2 separate regions of the Zea mays genome follow, and region 1 is linked to region 2. A link is a contact called in public Hi-C data. All regions are on one chromosome and are shown on one strand. Each heading gives the region's core, a stretch centred on a gene start, on an enhancer-like site or on the middle of the called end of the contact. The rest is flanking DNA. Distances are from core to core; before and after follow the strand shown.

Region 1 (5,395 bases), core at 2,628-5,127, 420 kb before region 2:
CAAGAGGCCTATGGTCAACTCTAACATGTGATGATGATGGGCCAAACCAGTACTTCAAAAAGTTCAAGGTAGCTGGTGAGTTTGAATATTTTTGGCCAACCGAAAGGAATAGTATCTAAAAATCACAGAAGCGCATATAAGATAATAATGTTTATTTTCTAAATAACTCTTCTGATTGCTAGCTTCATATTAACTGAACCACTCACAATACCTTTTGAAACCATGATATAATGATTTTACAGTATCAAGTAAAATATTTTGATATGTGAAGAGGTGTAAACTCTATTACAATCAGCTCTATCAAATTCTGTGCCACAAAATCAATTCAAATTAGGAGATTACATATTTTAGCATCGTTATATTAACTAAGCAAGAAGTTTGTATGTCGTATTGTTGTTTCCTTAAGGAAATAAAGAAAATTGATCAAAATAACTGCTAATTCAGCAGGATCAGTAGATGAAGAACTCGAAGTCAAATATGTACAGGATAGCAGATGTCATCAGGAAGTGAAAACGAGAACAGGATTTGTTTAACAGAATTATTACCTCCTCAATACTCGTGCTATGGTCAGTTGACAATTGAACCGCTCTCATTTTTAGTCTACATATTGACAGTTCCTTAGCTTTTGCGTTGCTGTTTAGGTGACTGTTAGGATTATGCATCGGCGACTCTTCCGATATCCTATCAAGCTCCACACGGACAAGTGACTCCCTTGACCTATTTCGATGTTGTAAATCTCCTTTTGAGAAACTTGAGCTATCGTACTGATCAAAGTGATCATTGTCCTGTGCCAAGATAGCTCGGCTGTCGCCAAGATTCATGACATATACATCCTGGTCCTTCATTAACATTACAAGGACACACGAACCCATTAATGCAAGCTCTGGGTATCTATCAAGCTCCTTTTCCACAATTTTCATGTACGCTTCCTCTGTTATTTCAAGTGCCCGTGACATTGCCCTCAATACAGCATCATGTTCTACTGGTCCCGACTTACATCTCCTAGTGACTTCTGAAGATTTTATAACACTTTCATCAACATGAGGTTGATCTCTGTGCCAATCATAGTTCCATGGGAAAAACTTCTTCTGCAACATTTTTTGCTTTTTGTACATCTTCCTCAACTTTGATCCGATTAAAATTCTTCTCGTAACTTGCTTGTGCCCTGATGAAGATGTAGATATAGAACACCCTGTACACTCTTTAATACCTATGCCAAGTACACTATCAGCGTGTCTTGAACTTCCAAGACCTTCAGAATCATCAAAACATTCTCCAGTTGCTGCCAATGAACACCTGGAGACCTCAGCTGTGTTTCTTGAGCGCGCTTCTGCAGTGTCTGCCTGTGTAACATGCAAGTTTGGTATTTTACTTTCCTCTGGTGGCTCCTTAGATAACCTTGTGTTATAATCTTGCAGCAGTTCCATCTGAAGAAGCTCAAAGAGACGCTTGCTTTTTCTGTTTCCTTTCAAGAATTTGGCATGCTGATCACAATAGGAACTGGTTTCTGTTGCACATCTGCAGCTGGTGTTTAGATCTGTACCTGAAAGATCTCTGTTCGAGCTGTGGGGTTCTCTACTTTGGAGATCATTTCCCAGATCAGCTTCAACCATTTCCTCAACTATCTCATCCCTGCCCAACATCTCACTACTTGAACCATGTGGAGCCAAATCTTTCTCTTCACTGCTGGTACAGTTTGGCTGAAATTGCAAGGCACTATCATCACAACCCTTTCCAGGTGATACATTTTGTTTTCCAAAATTACCAAGTTCTTGTCTCCCACTGTCACTCTGGCACTGGCCACTATCATCATGAGGAGCATCCACAGAAGCAGCAACCAATCCACCCTCTTCATGAGTCGATACATGATCACTCCTTTCAGAGCTGTCTTCATAAACCCAGAGCAATCCTTCCAGTTCTCTATCAATGGCCTTGTATAGATTGCTCATTAAAAAGTCAGGCACATCAGGGCCACTAAATCCATCATAAATTCCAATGAACAACCATCCTTGCTCTTCGGATAGAACAACATGAACCCTATCTTCCCCTGCCTTTCCATGTGCCCACTGAAGGTTCCTTGTCACGTTATACTCAGGCTCGGGTATCCCAGATTCCAATCCATCCTGTGAACCTTCTGATCTGGACTTTGCGTCCCTTGCCCAGGGCAGTTGAGACATAGGATGCGACAGAAACTTTTGAACCCAGCCTGGATTTTGTGAGCTCCTGCTGAATGTTCTGGACAGTGCGGTTTTCATGGGTCTACTAATCCTATGTACAAGAAGCCTCAGACGAGGCTTCCTCCGTCCATAGGAAAGAGGTGCTGAGAAGTTGCTTCTGCTGCCAGCATCGATGGGGCCTGACATGAAGGCTCCCTTGTCCAATGGCCCAGACATGAAGCCGGAGCCTTTGTCCAGCGGGCCGGAGGCGAACCCTCTCTCCAGCGGCCCCGACAAGAAGGTGTTGAGCGGGCCCGACCCCCGCGGCACCGGCTGCAAGGGCACGGCGGCGAAGGAGGCGGTGCTCTCGAACGCGGCGGCGGGCTCCTGCACGTCACGTATAAGGGAGACGGTGAGGGTGCCCGTCCTGGCGGAGGACGCGTTCGCGCTGACGGAGGCCCCCGAGATGGTCCGGAAGGTGGTCTCGCCGAAGCTCCTGCAGGGCCGCTGCAGGCCGGCGGCTGCGGCGGCGGCCAGGTCGTCGGCGGGCTCCTGGCGGAAGGACCCGCTGCGGGTCTCCGAGTCCATGACGCTGGAGTCGAGCGTGTAGCGCTCGGAGTTGGAGGGCGTGATCGCGGGCGAGTCGGCGACGGCGCCCGGGCGGACGTAGCAGAAGGAGTGGCCGAGCCCTTCGTCGAGCGGCTCGAGGAAGTCGAGGTCGATGCCGCCGGCCTTGTCGGGCGGCGCGAAGCAGCCGACGACCCGGGACGTGCTGTTGCCCATGGCGGGCGGCTGGCGGCTAGTAGCGCCGCGCGCGCGTCAGCGTCAGCACCTCGCGGGGAGAGCGCGCCCCAATGCCCGTCGCCGAGGGCCCCGGGCGGCCGGCAGCATGAGCAGGCGGAGGCTGGCGCACGGCGAGAAGCTATCCCCGACCTGGTGCCCCACTCCCCGGGCCAGCCGCCCTCGCATCTTAGGCCGCCGCCCACCGCCTGGTCGAGGAAATGCCCCGGCAGCGCAACCCCATGCCAGAACCCGCCGCCGCCGCCGCACCACCACCAACTCGCAGGAAGCAGGAACCGATCAGGCAGGCACGCAACAGCGCCTCCCGCCTCCGCACAAGACCTCCCGTCGGATCAGGAATCCGGCCGGCGGCGAGCGAGCGACAGGAATGGGGGATCTACACCTGGCAGGGGCGAGCGCGGAAGGGGCAGGCCTCGCTCCAGGTCTTCGAGGGGGGTTTTGGTGCGATTTGAAACGGGTTGGGTGGGGGATGGGAGGAACGGAAAGGATGAGGAGGGAGCTGGGAATGGAATCGTTGGAAGCTGCGTAAGCGACCGAGGGAGGAAGTGGAGTGGAGCGCCGAGTGCAGTGGAGTGGAGGAGACGAGACTCGAGAGGGGGAGTTGGTGCTTTCGGCTTTCCTCCTCCTCCGTCTGTCCGGCACGCAGCACGCCAGTCGCTGGTCGGCAGGGAGGCTTGCCTGCTTGGTCGCCTTCGCTTTGCACGCTGGTCCCTCGCCGCCTCGCCTGTTTTGGTTCTTGCCTACCTTGCTTGTTCTCGTTTGTTTCGTCTCCCTCTCTCCTCGCCACTTTTGGATGTACCCCCCTCTGTTTTCTTCGTTTTTTTTCTTTTCTTAAAACTAGGCAGATCTCTATAAAATTCATGTATTTTTCTATATAGCTCCTGCACATCAGTTATGTAATCGAATGGTGTTTTGCTTTCAGTTCTGACTTGAGACGCTTGCGGAGGTAGGCCGGTTTTGTCTTACTGATTATGCTACGCCATTTGCATTTGCTCCCCCCCCCCCCCCCCCCCTAATTAAATTCTCATCTGCAAATGAGAATATTCAACTCTGATAAAAGTCTTTGTCTTTGTGAAGAAAGGCTCACTCGTTATGCATGTCCACCCTCAGGGCACATATAAGCCTAATTAATAGATGGTCTCTTAAGAGATATCTAGAGGTATATACAGCACTGGCACTAGCATGGTACTCCAAGTATAAAATACAACTAAAACACTATAATATAGTAGACATGTTTAAAACATGTGTATTACTATATTTATTGCATCAATCAAAATATTCAATAAATTGAATTGATCAATTAGCTAGTTCACTGTTTCGAGTATAGAGCCAAGACACAATCTTTATCAAGATACGTGTCTTGAGTTTTTTTATATTTACCCTTTAAATATATTCGAAGACATGTATCAAGACACTCATTATACATGTTCTAATAAAGTAACTGAACAAAATCAAGGGACAAACTCTGTATATTTATTTATGATCTAAGTTTTTAAATTAGTTGTCACTTTTACTTAGAAAATCGATCTAACGACTATGGATTATACATGCCCTCATAATCTATAGCAGACCTGCCTTTTTAAATATTTTGAGCCTTTGGGGCTACTGTCAGTTTTTTTTTCTTTTTCTTTCTCTGCCGCCCGCCTTTGTCTCCTGCCTATTGTTTTCTTGCATCATTGGATTTGGTGGTGCTGCAACTGCGAGAGTCAAAGCAAAGAAAAGGAGCAGGCTGGAGCTGGATGGCCCCACGCCAACGGGACACCCTTTGGCCTTCATCATGGTCGTTGTCGTCGCCACGATGGAGGCTGGACTCTGGTGGGGTTTTGCTCATATCCGGAAGACATTATTCCTAATCAAGCATGCTAGCTCCTTAAGGTATGGCTATCAACAGTGAGGTACTGTTAGGGATACCAATAAACTCTAAATTTTACACTAAAAAATTTAAAAATCAGATCAGATTAAGATCGAGCTTTATTTCTGTTTATTTTTGAGCTAAAATTTATTTAGAGCCTTAACGTTTTATGAATAAGCATTTGATGATCCATTAAACAATACTCCATCAATATAAGGCTAGATATAGAGTAAAACTTGCTACAATGGAGTACTCTATAGTCTACTGTAAACTTAGGGAGGCCAAACAAAACGCTATTTGCAGCGTCTCTATTTTTTTTACTCTACCAGAGATGTGTCAGTGGAGAGTGGAGACCTGCCTCCACACGTTCATGCAGCAAGTACGACGCCGAGCGACAACAGCCAGTGTGGCGGTAGGAGGCAAAAAAAAAAAGATATATATAACATGCGTAGTTGATATAAAGTTGATGTATGAAATAAATATCACTACGATAAATTATAATATAAAGTAGAGAATCTAAGTAATGACCGATAAAGATAAAATATTTCTTTTAACTACTAATTTAAAGTAGTATGAGTACATATAG
Region 2 (5,519 bases), core at 641-3,140:
TTCTAGTAGACGGATTTATTTCATTGCTTGCTGAAGTTGTGAAAATATTTATACATTCTGCATATGGTTGCTCTTTATTGGTCTTATATTCATTTCCTAACCTCCCACTGCTATCACCGACATTAGAGCAAGAGTGGAGCTTATTCTGGGCTTCAGAAGATTTGAATTGCTGACATGTTGGATTATAATTGATGCCACAAACTTCAGAATCATGCGCCCTACTTGATGCATGCTCAGCTGATGGGCTAGGCTTTTTACTAAGGATGGACTCATGTGGTACTCTCACTAACTCAACTGATATGCTAGACTTCTCATCAAGGATGGTTTCATGTGGTACTTTCACTTGATGCAACTCAACTGATATGTTAGGCTTCTTACCAAGGATGGATTCATGTGGTGCTCTCATTTGATGCAAATGAGCAGAAGCTATAGGTTTTTGAGCTGATGAATGGGACCAAGTAGAAGTTGGCGATGCTAAAATAGAAGCTTTGTCTAGCTCAATTCTATTCTTCCCTACAGGACATTCAGGAACACCAATTGAACCAACCGGCTTGTTAGCAGAACCAAATGTGGTGTTTGTCTTCTTTACATACATCTGAAGTGGCTTCAACCCATGACGATTGACTGCCTTTCCCATATTACTGTCTGTTGTAAACTCAGAATGAAGCTTATTCTGCACTTCAGAGTATCTCAAATGCTGAGACATTCGATTACATTGACCATTATAAACACCAAAACTAAGAGTTTCATTTCTTGGCAAACACCCAGTTGATATGCCTGGCTTATCAGCACGGACAGGCTGGATTGTTGCTTCTGCTTGTGAATGAGCAGACAGCACATGTCTATAAGATGACAAGTTGGACAAAGTACGATTTTCCGGTGGAACTGTGGTATTCGCTTTTGCACCTTGTGTGGAGTCAGAACTTGATGATGATAATGATGAAACAGAATAATGGTCAACCTCACTCAGCGTCCTTCCTGTAGAACTTTCAAAAACTCCACCAGCTGGCACCACACGATCTTGACTAATTTCAGTTGCAGATGACTTACTTGCCTTCTTAACATACTTTTGAAGAGGTTTCACTCTAATTTGACTGTCTTCCTTTCCGTTACAATCACTCTTACCATAACCGAAACGAACCTTACTATTTGAACACTTCAAGGTATCTGAACTATTCGGATGCAGCTTGCAACCTAGCACACTTCTTGCAGGTGGCGGCTCTGGTAGCAGCAGCTCTCCTGCTGTAAGGTTTTCCCAGAGCCAGACCTTAGTAGCTGCAGCAGCAAGTACCTGAGATGATGCACTGGGAGGTCGTACTAGCAGGATATCATAGCGTTTCATCCTAAGTCGGTGAAGGAGATCAGAGAGATCTTCATCGCCGGATATAAGCAAGTAGCTGCCCGGTGGAGGATTGTCGAATGCCCAGAACAACATGTCGACAAGCATCCTCTTCTCACTGGTGTCTTTGCACCCTGCAAATGTCAGGTGAAACCGTGAGAGGGATTCGATTAGCAGCGGGAATTCAACTAGGCGGTAATGTGCTGAGAGCAGGAGGGGCAGAGTCAGTACTGTACCGGCGGGGACGTGGTTGAGGCATATGCCGGTGGCGGAGAGCGCTGCAAGGACGGGCGGGGGGACCTGGGCGGCGTCGCCATAGGCAGCGATCGAGACGGGGCCGACGTACCCCGCAACGGCGAGCGCGGCGATGAGGTTGTGGGCGATGCGGTGCGGGTTACAGCGGCCGCGGGGCACCGCGCACTTGTCGATGTTCCACCACACTGACGTCTTGGCCGTCGTCGCGACCGCCGCCGTATGAGCGCACTCTCCCATTGCATCCGCGGGTCCTATGGCGGTAAATCGCAGGGATGGTTTAGAGTTTCGCCGGCGGTGGAGCCGTCTGGGGCGGGTGGAGTTGTAATTTATTTGAAGCCGGCGCCGTCTCCGCCAAGGAACGAAGAGGAGGCAGAGCCAAATATGAGGAACCAGAGCCCTAGGGTGACCCGTTTAATTGAGTGGATCAGATCAATTCGTGCCTGTTTTATTTTACGCAATTTCAAAATTCAACCGGTCAGCCGGAGACAAAAGTCCGCTAAACACTTTCGTTTCAAAATAAATGTGCATCAATTACACTTTTCTAGATTTAATTTATAGACTAGTTAGTTGATCATACATTGATATGATATAGTTTCTATATAACTATATATTTAAATGATATATTTATTCAAACACAATTATATTCTTTATTTTATATATTTACATTATCTACTTTATATAATACAAACTGACATGAGTTATAGTGGTAAAAGTCAAACGTTTTATACTAAGTTTAATCGCTCGCGCTGCATTTGAGGAGGTGACACACAAAGAAACTTATACTTAAATATAGTACATATTATCTTATTTATTGTAAAAATATATTTACTATTGATCTAATAACATTTATTATAGACTATAAAGATTAATATGACCCTGTTTGGCACAGCTGCTGCTTGTTGAAAAAGCATGATAAGCTGGTAAAAAGCAGCTTCTACTTATTGGATGCTTTTAGTTCATTTTGAGAAGCAGCTGAACTGATAAGCTGCTGCAGAAGCTATCTGTTTGACAGAACTTCGGCTTAAATTTGTGAAGAAGCTAAAAATAAGTTGTGCCAAACAGGACCTATATATATATTATATTAAAAAGTTTAGTTTTGGAAAAGTGAGACGTACATTTATTTTTAAGACAGGGACGTTAAAGTATAATTTTCAATTAAATAGAAGTAGAGAAGAAAAGAACACCGTTTAATTAAAGTAAAAAAAATGTCACGCCCAAAAGAGTTTCACCAGCAAAATCGTCGTCCAGCCAAAGACGCATCAACGGCTCTCTAAAGAAAGTAAAAACAATATCCTGCACTAATAAAGATTGATCGTCAACAATCAACTGGACAGTTTAACTAATGTGGTTTTACAGTTTGTTATTTTAATCTTAAGTTAAACTTGTTAGAGAATCAAGTCTTGTTCTTGATTAAAGGACCCTTCACCGCGTATAGATAAAAGAGTGGACGAGACCAACATAGCAACCAACATTTATCGGTGCATTCTCGTCCCAACAAACCTAAATTAGACTTGATCTACTCTAACATGCTTAGTAAGAGAAAGACCATCAGCTTTGCACTACTACACCGACTCAGAGCATCTCCAAGAAACTCCTCATTTTTAGCTCTATATTTGACTATCTATTTAACTTTTCATAAAGATTACACTCTATATGTAGCATCTCACTCCAACAGACTATCTATCTAGTTTAGCTAGTCAGGTGGCTAGCCAAATTTGGCTAGTGAAAGAGTCAATTTGAAGAGCTAGATAGCTTGGCGAGTTAGATAGATAATCTGTTGGAGAGTTATTTTGCTATTGAGTAGCCAAAATTTAGCTTGGCGGGTTATTTAGCTAGTCTCTCACCACCATTGGTCTTGTCTGCTCTATGCCCCGGAGCCATTGTACATCTACGGTTCAATTATGACGCCCGCACTCACGCGGACATGTAGGCTTTAGCATGTCTACTTCGATTAACTCTAAGATCGAAGCTAATAGAGCCCGTTCTATATGTTCTAGTGGTTACTGATCAAGTGCTAGACCCTATAGGCTATAGAGTCTAACCATGGTATTAGAGCCAAGGTTTTGGAGCCTAAACCCTAACCCTAGAACCCAAACCCTCCGGATTTTAGGGTTAATATGAGAAAAGATGAGATAGCAAGATGAGATATGGAGATCCGTGAGTCAAAATGATAACTAGCCAAATAAGATTTCTCCTTCACGAGCTGGCTCGACTCAGCTCGATCAAGCAACGAAACCTGAGAATCAAACTCGGCTCAGCTTAGCATGAGCTCACGAGCCACTACGAGCCGAGCCATAACGTTCTAAGCTCGAGCCAGTTCATGAACGTGAGCTATTTTTCAGCCCATTATTATTGTAGCTAGGGATGAAAATGGGTCGGTATTATTTTAGCTAGGGATGGAAAAGGATCCAACAAAAACAAACGCCGAATAAACTTGACCAAATCCACGCTATGTGCACGATAACTGGACACCAGAAATGTTGCATTCTGAAGCTGACACGTCGACGAGAGGATGAAATCAGCTGCACTGGGAAAAACAATCTCACTTCTCACCCTCCCTCCAACCAATGACACACTTTTGGCAGGCATTTGGTTCAAAGAATTACACATTCTGCATTGAATCGATCCATTTTAACATTAATATTCATCGAATAATTTCAGTGAAAGATCATTCCTCATATTATATCGAACAAGCTGAGACTGAAAAAAACATGCTTTAGAGGCATTGGAGTAACAGGCTTACAGTGTTATGGTGAATCCCATTACTCACTCAAACTAATAAATACCTCGGATGCTCGACGGCAACTTTTTTTTTTGGAGGTTCGACAATTATAATGACAGTACAAATCAGTCATAAAACGATTAGGAATTACGATCACAATCCATTAAGATGATGAATGAACAATAAAGACAACAAGTAGGGACACGAACAGCTGAACAGGTGGCTGGCCTTCAGAACTATACTTGCATACCAGCACAGAAGCAATATCCTAATTACAGGAATGGTTCTTTTGAATAAATTACGGCAAGGGTTCCTCCGAATCTCCCAGCCGTGAAAGGTGGAGGTAAGCATCAGTTCCTACATTAAAAGAGAAAAAAAATATTGATCAACTAAACGACAAGAGTGTAGCTATGCTGTATTTCTGCAAGGAAACTGGTGCAGCAATATAGCAATTGGATCCTAATGCTAATGGAAATCTGAATTTCAGGCGTTATAAGTTCCCATAGCAAATTAGAAAAGCTAAAATAATGTGCAAGAATTGGCATTTATGCTTAACTTCCCAAGGTCTATGTGTAAATATTTTAACCTTCACTTGCACTTTACAAAACAGGAATAATCAGCGTTCAGAAAATTAACTTCATACTGATTTATGAAAATCAAAGAGAGATGAATACAGCCGCATTCTTCAGTGTGCTCAATATCTGAATATAATAAAGGTTAAGTATGTACATACCATATCCTTCCATAGAGATGATCTGCAAGTCCCCACCGAAATATCGAGCATAAAGGCGACTAATAGGGATCCCATAACCATATCCAGCCATAGTTACTCCTTCATTATGTCCGTCCAGATCAGGAGGGTTTTCTGCTGTACTATAGAGATACGTAAAAATTCTTGAGAGCCCACTCCTTGGTATTCCACCACCTTCATCACTAATCTGCAAAAATATGGTTTAGTCAAACAGTTCATAGCATAACAGATCATGAATAATTGAAACTATTGATTTTTGCTGATATAGGTGCAGCAGATACAAATTTGTCGTCCAACTATCACAACTAATGAGAAAATTCTAACAAAAGGCTTTGATCAATTAGTTGGATTGGCTATTTGTTAGCATCATAAAGGGCGCTTGATTTACGTCTCGGCTAGTTGTATTTGGCTACAATCAGAGAAAAAACGGAAGATCCTCAAGCCTAGTGGTT

The links. A called contact is a pair of places that touch in the nucleus more often than the background predicts.
Region 1: a Hi-C map of leaf shows a contact between it and region 2, with 9 times the contacts expected there. The contact joins the promoter of LOC103635536 here to the promoter of LOC103635445 in region 2. A contact is called at or near these places in 5 of 25 Hi-C or Micro-C datasets (ear, endosperm, leaf and 2 more).

The regions. Positions count from the first base shown.
Region 1 is chr1:64,566,123-64,571,517 of Zm-B73-REFERENCE-NAM-5.0, reverse strand. LOC103635536 (protein phosphatase 2C 32) reads right to left here and starts at 3,877. Exons shown (of 4, transcript XM_008657970.4): 1 at 546-3,877. The coding sequence starts at 2,939.
Region 2 is chr1:64,139,229-64,144,747 of Zm-B73-REFERENCE-NAM-5.0, reverse strand. It overlaps LOC103635445, which reads right to left and starts at 1,890. Exons shown (of 3, transcript NM_001353861.1): 1 at 1,576-1,890; 2 at 1-1,473. The coding sequence starts at 1,831. LOC541677 (pyruvate dehydrogenase (lipoamide) kinase 1) reads right to left here. Exons shown (of 6, transcript NM_001111427.2): 5 at 5,050-5,254; 6 at 4,300-4,673. The coding sequence ends at 4,615.